Regions from separate parts of the Sus scrofa genome. Here regions 1 and 2 are each linked to region 3. Evidence: chromatin contacts called from public targeted proximity ligation data. All regions are on one chromosome and are shown on one strand. The core of a region is the stretch at or near the end of the contact, and the rest is flanking DNA. Distances in the headings are between cores, read along the strand shown.

Region 1 (3,683 bases), core at 169-2,668, 140 kb after region 3:
GGCCTGAGTTCTTGCAGAAGAACTCAAAGATATTGTTACATACATTTCCTTGAGAGGAAGCCAGGACCCTACTTTATCGCTACATTATTGTTTGTTTGCTTTTTTTTTTTTTTCTTTTGTCTTTTTGCCATTTCTAGGGCTGTACCCGCGGCACATGGAGGTACCCAGGCTAGGGGTCTAATTGGAGCTGTAGCAGCTGGCCTACACCAGAGCCACAGCAACATGGGATCCGAGCCGCGTCTGCGACCTACACCACAGCTCATGGCAACGCCGGATCCCTAACCCGCTGAACAAGGCCAGGGATCGAACCCGCAACCTCATGGTTCCTAGTCGGATTCGTTAACTCCTAGTCGGAGTTCCACTGGGAACTCCGCTGCACTATTGTTTCTTGACTGCCTTCCCTTTGTTTCTTCATCCCCTCCCTTCCCTAAGTAGTACCTGCTCTGCTCGAATCAGCTCTTTAGAACTCTGGAAGGACTAAGGGGCTGAAGCCTTTTCTTCTTGCAAACATGGACGGGAGACACAGAAAGGCTTTTGTACCTGGGAAGGCCCCCCGGCGTCCTGCCTGTTTTCGATTTCTCTGTAGAACTTCTCCTACCTCTGCCACAATTCTGTAGACGAGGCAAGCGAGGACTGGCGTGCCAGGGGAAGGAAGACATTGACCAAAATGGCCCAATGAGGAATTCTAGTCCTTGCAAGATGGCTAAATAGATGTGTCTAAAACGACTGTCCTTCTCTCTTTCCTGCACACCCTGGCCTCTGGGTACGCAGGTGGACTTCTCTCACCTGAGCCAGGCTCTGCTTCTGGCCTACCTCTGTGTCCCCAGCCTGGAATGTGCCCTCCTTTCCTTCTTTATTTTGTTTTTTGTTTTTTTTGTTTTTTTTTTTTTTTTTGCTATTTCTTGGGCCGCTCCCGCGGCATATGGAGGTTCCCAGGCTAGGGGTCCAATCGGAGCTGTAGCTGCCAGCCTACGCCAGAGCCACAGCAACGCGGGATCCGATCCGCGTCTGCAACCTACACCACAGCTCACGGCAACGCCGGATCGTTAAGCCACTGAGCAAGGGCAGGGACTGAACCCGCAACCTCATGGTTCCTAGTCGGATTCGTTAACCACTGCGCCACGACGGGAACTCCCCCTTCTTTATTTTGGATAGAGATTTAAAGAGAAAGTAGTCCAGGGTACTGGGACACAGCCCACCACAGGAAGAAAAGGCACGTTGGGGGGACACGGTTCTGGTTTTGTGAACCCTGAACGTGACTATGTAGGGTTGAGAAGGGTCCTTGATCCCCTGAGGGTGCCACTTGGCAGAGAGGAATCTGTGAGAAAAAACAGGAAAAGGGGTAGAAAGAGACAGACAGACGGCTTTACATTCATTGCCTCATTTATGCTGATGACTCTGTTGTAAGCCCTGCCCTCCCAATTTTATAGGGAGGAAGCTGGGCCTCAGACAGGAGTGACTCATCCAGTGTTACAGACCTGTCAAGGGGCTAGAGCCAGGATCTGTTTTTTCTTTTCTTTTTTTTTTTTTGTCTTTTTTCTTAGGCCGCACCCGTGGCATATGGAGGTTCCCAGGATAGGGGTCTAATCTGAGCTACAGCTGCTGGCCTACACCACAGCCACAGCAACGCAGGATCCAAGCCCTGCCTGCAACCTACACCACAGCTCACGGCAATGCCAGATCCTTAACCCACTGATCAAGGCCAGGGATCGAACCCGCAACCGCATGGTTCCTAGTTGGATGCTTTTCCACTGCTCCATGACGGGAACTCCTGAGCACTGGTTTTTCTAATGTCACAGCACACACTTTACCACTACCAGCTAGGAAAGCAGGCTTGGCCTGAATGATTCTGCTTTGATAATCCAACCACTGAAATCTGTTTCCAACAAGCCCAGGGTTTGACTTCCCAACTCCCAGCATCCAGGATCCACACAGGATTATTTCACACTTAGACTAATGTCTTAAGTCATGGCTTGCAAAGGCTCCAGGGAGAAAGTGGTAAAAATGACCTTAAACAGTTGCCCAGAGCACAGCCCATCGTTATCACATTATTGGATGCCAGAGACCGGCCCAAGGAGTGAGGAAGATGGCTGGAGCACCCAGACAGACTCCACGGTTTCAGGAATTCTCCATGTGTCATTCTAATGTGCAGCCAAGTTCAAGAACTCTTATTCCAAGTGGCAGAACGGAGGCTAGACAGAAGTGATCAGAAAGCAGGTTTATCTGAAATTGAGGAAGAGCTTTCTAACAACCAGAGCTGACCAACAGTAGAAGCTAACCAACTTAGAGAAGTAAGGAACCTATCATGCTTGGAAGCATTCAAAAACCTACGCCTGGAGTTCCTGTCATGGTGCTATGGTTAATGAATCTGACTAGCATCCATGAGGATGCAGGTTCCATCCCTGGCCTCGCTCTGTGGGTTAAGGATCTGGCGTTGCCGTGAGCTGTGGTGTAGGTCGCAGATGTGGCTTGGATCTGGCATTGCTGTGGCTGTGGCGTAGGCCAGTGGCTACAGCTCCAATTAGACTCCTAGCCTTGGAACCTCCATGTGCCATGAGTGTGGCCCTAGAAAAGATGAAGAAGACCAAAAAACAAACAAACAAACAAAACCCCAACAAAACAAAAACCTAGGCCCGATGGCCATTGGAGTGAGAAGGCCAAACTAGACAAACTCAGATGCTGCCTGTGTTCAATGGGATTTCGAACTCTCATTATGCCAAAGGCCTGTGTACATTTGGTATCTCCTAAATGATGTTCTCCCAAGACTTTGGGCCTTGTGCTCCTTCCTCGCTCTGGCTGCACTGTGGCAGGACTCTACCAAGTCCCTTTGCTCCCTTCCCAGTGCAGGGAAAAGGTCTTTGTACAGAGGCTGCTTCCTATTTCTGACTTCTGCTTCCCTTGGCTACCCTTCAGCTAACACAGCAGTGCTGGCCAAGGTGGGGTGGGCCTCAGTGGTGTGTTTAGGAAGCTATAACATTAGGTGATTAATCATCTCTTCCTGAGTGGCCCTAATAAACTCAGGGTGGGTCCGTCACCAAGCTCCAAAGAGAGGACGTTTGGGCCAAGGTGCTCTAGTTGCATTTTGCAGAGCTGTCCCATATCCTTTCTCTTAATCTCATCTGATGGAGAAGAAATCAGAGCCCTCAGGTCATTGGAGAAATTGCAGGGCAGAGAGTACCCCCCACACTAAGAGGGTCCAAGGGACCGGTGAGGGCGGTGATCCTAAGGGCTTGGCTTGAGAGCCAGCCACCCCTCAGTTTGAATCCTAGCTCTGCCCCTCACCGCCCAGGGACCTGTAAAACTGGGGTAGCGAAGTTTTACAAAAGAACAATGGAAATCAAGTCAGGAAACTCATAGGATGGTGTCCAGCAGGTAAGAAATGCTTGGTAAATATTTAGCTGCCATAACTCACCATCATCATCATTTCCTCTACCACTGAACACTGAAAGATGGTTATAATCTCTTGGGTACAGGGCAACGAGGCTTGAGTAAAGGCTGGCTGTTCAACTTGGTAGGTTCTTTGAGAGTGAAGGATGAGGAGCATTGACTGGATCTCCAACAGGCATTATAGCAGCTTCAGCATCAGAGTTAAATTAATGGCCACTGTATCACTGTGGCCACCCTACCTTTGCTCTTTTGTGCACATGACCTCACACTCCAGGAAGTGACAGTGCGGCTTCTTC
Region 2 (3,591 bases), core at 978-3,477, 160 kb after region 3:
ATCACCTGAAGAAGCCCTGGGGTGAGACCAGGCAGGACACTGCCACTTCTGAACACAGCTGCCTTTGATAAAAGGGCACCTCTGCTTAAAAATCCAGAACAAACCCAGACCTGCTCTGTTCGCAGGTCACTCAATGCAGTAGTTGGCACACGGCTCCGAGCTCCTGATGGGAGGAACAGGTGGCGGTCTATTTTAATTAGTGGCAAGGACCTAGTGATCGAAAATAGACTGTTGGAAAATTCAGCTGGCCCTTGCCCCTCACCCCTCACCAAATGCGTGGACATTGTGAACGTGTGATTTGAACAACGCTGGGGATGTGGCCTGCTCACATACATTACTAGTGTCCCCTCAACTGAGATGACAGTGACTATCACATTCAGATGGTTACTTAGAGGCCATTTTATTTAATTAATTTATTTATTTTGTCTTTTTGTCCTTTGAGGGCTGTACCAGCGGCATATGGAGGTTCCCAGGCTAGGGGTGGAATCGGAGCTGTAGCTGCCGGCCTACACCACAGCCACAGCAACGCCAGATCCGAGCCACGTCTGCGACCTATACCACAGAGCACGGCAATGCCAGATCCTTAACCCACGGAGCAAGGCCAGGGATTGAACCCGCAACCTCATGGTTCCTACTTAGATTCGTTTCTGCTGTGCCACAATGGGAACTCTTAGAGGCCATTTTCGTCTCTTCAGCCTTTTCCCTGGGACAGGTGAGTTCCCAGGAGAAATTGAAACTCCTTTATCTTGCTGACCTTATGTATTTGATAAGAGCCTCACTGAAAGTGGGCAGAAATGTAGTCCAGGATGCAAAATGAGTCAGCAAACAACAGCTCGAGTCTTAACTGTTGGGCAATTTGGTGGAGGGTGGTGAGACCTAATGTTCCCATTCCCAGTTCCTCTCGACTGTAAGTATTTTCTTTTCCTTTTCGTTTCTTAGGGCCGCACCCTTGGCATAGGGAGGTTCCCAGGCTAGGGATTGAATCGGAGCTACAGCTGCCAGCCTATGCCACATAGGATTGGAGCCTCACCTGCCACCTACACCACAGCTCACGGCAATGCCAAATCCTTAACCCACTAAGCAAGGCCAGGGATCGAAACTCATGGTTCCTAGTTGGATTTGTTTTCACTGCGCCATGACCGGAACACCCTTGTTTTCTTTTAGTGGAAGCTTGTTACCTCTTCTTTTGTCAGTTTTTGGAGGGGGTTGTTCTTTTTTTTCAAATTGTTATTTTTTTTTAAGGGCCGCACTCAAGGCATATGGAGATTCCCAGGCTAGGGGCCTACTCAGAGCTATAGCTGCCGGCCTTTGCCATAGCCACAGCAATGCTAGATCCAAGCCGCATCTGCAACCTACACCACAGCTCACAGCAACGCTGGATCCTTAACCCCCTGAGCAAGGCCAGGGATCGAACCTGCATCCTCATGGTTCCTAGTCGGATTCACTTTTGTTGCACCATGACGGGAACACATCTTTTTTTAATTAAAAAATTTTTTTTTCTTTTTTGTCTTTTCAGGGCCCCATCTGAGGCATGTGGAGGTTCCCAGTCTAGGGGTCGAATCAGAGCTGTGGCCACTGGTCTACACCACAGCCACAGCAATGCCAGGCCCTGGCCGCATCTGCGACCTACACCACAGCTCACAGGAATGCTGGATCCTTAACCCACTGAGGGAGGCCAGGCCAGGGATTGAACCTGGGTCCTCATGAATGCTTGTCAGATTCGTTTCCGCTGAGCCACGATGGGAACTCCATCCAAAGTCATTTGGAGGGGGATGATCTTAATTAGGAGGATCTTCATCGGAGAGGGCTTGGAGAGTGTCCAGTAAGTTGGGAACAGAGGTTTGGTATAACTGGGTGAGATGGCGCCAATTTGTGCCTACCAAAAAGCCTGCATCGAAAAACTTTCAGTAAGCCCCAGGGTCCTTTGGGGAGAAGGCCGCGTCACCCCTCGCCAGTGGATGTAAGTCTGCTATCTCCCGTTCAAGTTTGAGAGCATTTGGCCCAGAGGGATGGGCTGAAGTTACTGATAAAGATTAGGGCATTATTGCTTTCTTTCTTTCTTTCTTTCTTTCTTTTTTTTTTTTAACCACTTTATGGCTTCTTTACTTCCTTCCTGGATTCTGAGCTTCTAGGAACCAGCATCACAAGAGATATGGGAGGTGCATAGGGACAGGCCTGGGCTTTGGGGGTCAGGTGGGGTCGAATCCAGCAATCATTTATGATGATCTTAACCAAGTGACTCAGCTTCTGAACCACAATGTCACTTCCTTTGCCACCCAGGCCCGCTTAGGGCCTGGGATAACCTCTGAGTTTTATGCTCTTAGCATTTGTTAGTGAAGAATTCCTCTTTTGAGGGTTTAGAGCTTTCTTATGAGTCGCCTTCTTGCTCATTACAGTACAGAACGTTGCTAGAGAGCTGGACATGGATTTAAATATTGGTTTCAATTACTTGACCCGAACCTTGGTTTTCTTATCTGGAAATTGAGATCATAATGTCCAACAGGGGTTGTTGAGGAATATGGAGATAATGCTTATAAACATCACTTAAATATTTCTCGTCTGTTAAAAATATCAACATTGGGCCTTAAATTAACTAAACTAAGTATTTTGACCACATAAAAATTAGATCCTTCCTCATGGCAAAAAATACCATGAGCAAAATTAAAAGATAAACATCCAACTGGAGAAAAAAGTAATTGCAAATATACAACCAACAAAACTATTTTCATTAATATACAAAGAGCTTTCTTAGGTTATTAAGAAAATAATGAGTATTTTAAAAGATCTGAGTAGAACATTCATAGAAAAGGGAATTTACCAAGCTGATAACAATTCAAAGTGTCTAAAGCTACACAAAGAAAAGAAACCAAGTTTAAAAATGAGATACCACTTGGACCTATGAGGTTGGCAAAGATTAATTGTACAAAACATAGGATGAGAGTAAAACCCACCTTTTGGTTTATGCAGAAATTGGAGAGAATTTTTAGGAAGATAATTAGGTTATATCTTTCAAAATAAAAGCAGAAATCCTTAGACCCAGAAATTCACATCCTTTTCTTAGAATGTGTCAGTTAACAGCCTTCCCTGTGTTTTTGTTTTGTTTCGTTTTTTGTTTTTGCCATTTCTAGGGCTGCTCCCCTGGCATATGGAGGTTCCCAGGCTAGGGGTCTAATTGGAACTGCAGCCGCTGGCCTGTGCCAGAGCCACAGCGACGAGGGATCCGAGCCTCGTCTGCAACCTACGTCACAGCTCACGGTAATGCCAGATCCTTAATCCTTTGAGCAAGGCTAGGGATCAAACCCGAAACCTCATGGTTCCTAGTTGGATTTGTTAACCACTCAGCCACGAGGAGAACTCCTCCCCCTTTTTTAATACAAATATATCTAAAGACACTCAAGAAACAGTATAGTGGTTACTTTTAGGGTGTGGAGAAGAAAAGAGATGTTTGCTTTTCATTTTTTCCGCTTTCGTACTATTTATACTTTTAAAAATCAGATGTTTTATTTTATTATTTTTAAAAACTTTAAACTTTTTTCGAGACATAACAGCACGCTTAACAATAAAAGCAATCTGACCTCTGGCCTTATGGTC
Region 3 (3,620 bases), core at 231-2,730:
TTTTTGTAGACTGTACTGCAGGCACTCATGAGCTTTATCACACCTAAAATGCACTACAGTCCCATGAGAACTGTATTGTCACTTCCATTTAGTAGAAGAAAGTAAGGCATAGGGAGAACAAGTGATTTCCTCAAGGCCACAAAGTTAAAAAACTTGAGTTAGAATTTAACCTAGGCAGCCTGACCTCCGGATCAATATTTTTTCTAAAAAAAGTTATTGTAGTATAGTTGATTTATAATATTGTGTTAATTTCGCTGTACAGCAAGGGGACTCAGTTATACATATATATATTCTTTTTATTATGGTTTATCACAGGATACTGAATATAGTTCCCTGTGCTATACAGTAGAACCTTGATGTTTAGGGTCTATATTCTTAACTATCACTCTAATGGAATTGTTTTAAAATTATTTTAAAAATAAGCATTCACTTTTTTTTTTTTTTTTTTTTTTTTTTTGGTCTCTTTTTAGGGCCTCACCTGTGGCATATGGAAGTTCCCAGGCTAGGGGTTGAATTGGAGCTGTTGCTGCTGGCCTACATCACAGCCATAGCAATGCAGGATCCAAGCTGCGTCTGCGACCTACACCACAACCACGGCAATGCCAGATCCTTAACCCACTGATCGATGCCAGGGATCGAAGCTGCATCCTCATGGATACCAGTCAGATTCATTTCCGCTGAGCCATGACGGGAAGTCTTAGTCACTTCCAAAGTCGTAGTACTAGAATGCTTAAAGAAAGAGTCACTGTGACACAGAATAAGGGCCATGAGGTAATCTGGTGGGTGACCTAGATGATGGCCACTGGTGTGTCATAGGGGCCACCCTAAGTAATACAGGCAGGGCACACTAACTGTGATGGAAATCTCAGTGACATCGTGGAGGTGGCAATGGTAACACACCAGCTCTGAGCCATGGTGTGGTGGTGAACATGCTTTGGTGGTGAACATCTGTTTTATAGCACTACATTGCATTTGTGCAAACATATATCATCTTCCCCTTTCCAAGTTCGCAAAGTGGAAAAATAAACGGAAGGGAAACCTCCAGAGGACTGTGGAGGCTAGATAAAGTTTTTTGTCAATTGTTGTGCTCTTTGGAATGTATATCTTTAAATGTCAATGATTCCAGTAGTTCTAGTAATCTGGAATTATACTCTACTCTGTGCTGAAAGCCGCCTTCCAGTCACTGGCCACCCAACTACAGTGCGCTCAATTCCCCTTTTCACCTGCAGGTGGCAGCACGAGAGTCACGAGGGATAATGAAATAGAAGATGAGTACCGGGTTGGATACAGAAATAAGATCCATGAACTCTGATTCTTGATAAAACCTGCCATTTAAATCATTAAATCTCATTTAAATCCTTGAACTTGAATCGAGATGAACTTGAAACTCCCCACGAGCAGGCTTCGTGGACCTGGGAAACCTGCAGCACAGGGCGGCTGCAGGGAGGGCAGGCGCAGCATCCTGTGCCCCGCCCACGCGGAAGCCTTTGCCTGAGCCGCTGTGGGCAATATCCCGAGTGGATGCCAGTTCCTTCAGGCCAAGCTGCAGCGCCTGGGCAGCCCCGTCGCATTTCCAAAGACTTTACAGCAATGCATCCACTGCCACCGCAGATCCCCGCGGCCAGCCGCCCGCCCATGTGTTCCGCCTCCAGTGTGGCTAGAGGCCTGAGGCTCCGCAGGTCTCAGGGCTGGGCCCCTGGGGCTCCACCGCGCTGTCTTCGCGCTTACTGCACGTCTGGCAGAAGCCAAGGAATTGGTCCTGGCTCTGCAGCCTCACGACAGGAGGCTTTTTTCTTTTGGCCAGAGCTGTTTCTTTATCCCCCACTTTCCTGGCAGGGACTCCTCTTTCTCTTTTTATGGCTTTCTTTCCTACCTTCAAAGGATGCTAATCATATTCAAGCCAGAAGGTGACAGACTAAATGTGGCCTTCCTCTAGGAGACTTACATTTGTAAGAACTGAATACAATTGCCTGATTTATAATGGGGTCACTTCAGGCACGTGGACAGGCTTTTGGAGGAGATCTTTGGGGCCAGTAGTTTTCTTTCTAGAATTCCTCACATTGCATCCCCCCCCCCCCACCCCGCATTTTCTAAGGCTGTGCCTGCGGCATATGGAGGTTTCCAGGCTAGGGGTCGAATTGGAACTGTAGCCTCCTGGCCTACACCACAGCCACAGCAACACCAGATCTGAGCCACATCTGCAACCTACATCACAGCTCATGGCAACGCTGGATCCTTAACCCACTGAGCAAGGCCAGGGATCGAACCTGCAACCTCATGGTTCCTAGGCGGATTCGTTAACCACTGCGCCACGACGGGAACTCCACATTACATCTTCTAACTCACAATCAGCTCGTGCCTGACTGATGGCTGTACATGTGTGACCAAGAGGAAAGTCTGGCTTCCTGGCAAACCTTCTCTTTGATGAAGTATGGGTAACCTTATTAAACTGAATAGCAGCTTAGAGCCTCAAAGTAGGAAAAAGCATAAAACTCTTTAATCAAAGCTGACTGACCAAGAATTGCAGTTGCTTTTATTCAGCTACAGGTTTGGGAGATGTCTGTCACTCACATGGACCTCTGACAGGTAAATATTAATCCCTGGTGTTTACAGTTATGATGATTATATGCGGACAGTGAGGCTGGCATCCATTGCCATCTATTGAGACTCCAGTGCAAAGAATCTTAGTAGGTAGCACATTCCAATTACCCCCCCCCCAAAGAAAGCAGGTATAATTATTTGCTGTAAAATCACTCCTCCCTCTGCTTTCCTTCCCTATTCTTCTGCCTTTCAGTGAGCTCAGCCTTCTAGTGAGGTTTTCTGCCTTTGTCTCTCCCCTCCTCACCTTCTAACTCCCCCCATCTGTCCTCCGTAGCTTGACCACCCAGAAAACTGTCTGGATTATACATTATGAAATTTGATTATAGTTGGTTGAACACATTGTTAACTATTGCCCCGACTTGTCCTCAACATTTTTTCCAAAAGCATAATCTGCTGAACGAGACTGTAAGTGTTGAGAGGACATATTCATTAAACCTAGGCTTAATAAGATGTATGAATAAGATTAATAGGGTGCTTACTAAATATAAGTTTAATAAACAGGTATCAAGATGAAACTTTGTTGTTGAAAAATAGGAAATGTCTTCCACTTAATCTTTTGATTAAAGTTTCCTGAGTTTCATCTCAGTGCCTGACCCCATGTTGGACTGTAGAGAGGGGATTAAATATGAGCAAGACATAGTCTCATCTTAATCTGTAGGAAGATAAAGCATTCGCACAGCTCACCAGACAGCAATGTAAATGCTTTAGAAGTATTGAAAGCAAAGAGCCCATGAGGTTGTGAGACGCGAGGAGCGAGCCCTACAGTTTAAGGAAAAGTCATAGAAATAGCATCTGAGCAGGGCAAAAGGAACAGTATGAGCAAAAGTGGGGAGTTCCTGTTGGGCGCAGCGGAAATGAATCCAACAAGTATCCATGAGAATGTGGGTTTGATCCCTGGCATTGCTCAGTGGGTTGGGGATCCAGTGGCATCGTGAGCTCTGGTATAGTTTTCGGGTAAGCTATGGTGTAGGTTATGGTGCAGCCGCGTTGCTGGGGCTGTGGTGTAGGTCGGCAGCTGT

The links.
Region 1: a targeted proximity ligation map of alveolar macrophages shows a contact between it and region 3. A contact is called at or near these places in 1 of 47 Hi-C or Micro-C datasets (embryonic fibroblasts) and 1 of 2 datasets of targeted methods (alveolar macrophages).
Region 2: a contact with region 3 is called in a targeted proximity ligation map of alveolar macrophages. A contact is called at or near these places in 2 of 2 datasets of targeted methods (alveolar macrophages and skeletal muscle).

Annotation. Positions count from the first base shown.
Region 1 is chr3:68,210,791-68,214,473 of Sscrofa11.1, reverse strand. All of the region lies in intron 1 of HK2 (hexokinase 2), which reads left to right. Among named protein-coding and RNA genes, the nearest start is that of HK2, 19 kb to the left of the region's middle.
Region 2 is chr3:68,192,142-68,195,732 of Sscrofa11.1, reverse strand. All of the region lies in intron 2 of HK2 (hexokinase 2), which reads left to right. Among named protein-coding and RNA genes, the nearest start is that of HK2, 37 kb to the left of the region's middle.
Region 3 is chr3:68,346,636-68,350,255 of Sscrofa11.1, reverse strand. No RefSeq gene overlaps it. Among named protein-coding and RNA genes, the nearest start is that of SEMA4F, 56 kb to the left of the region's middle.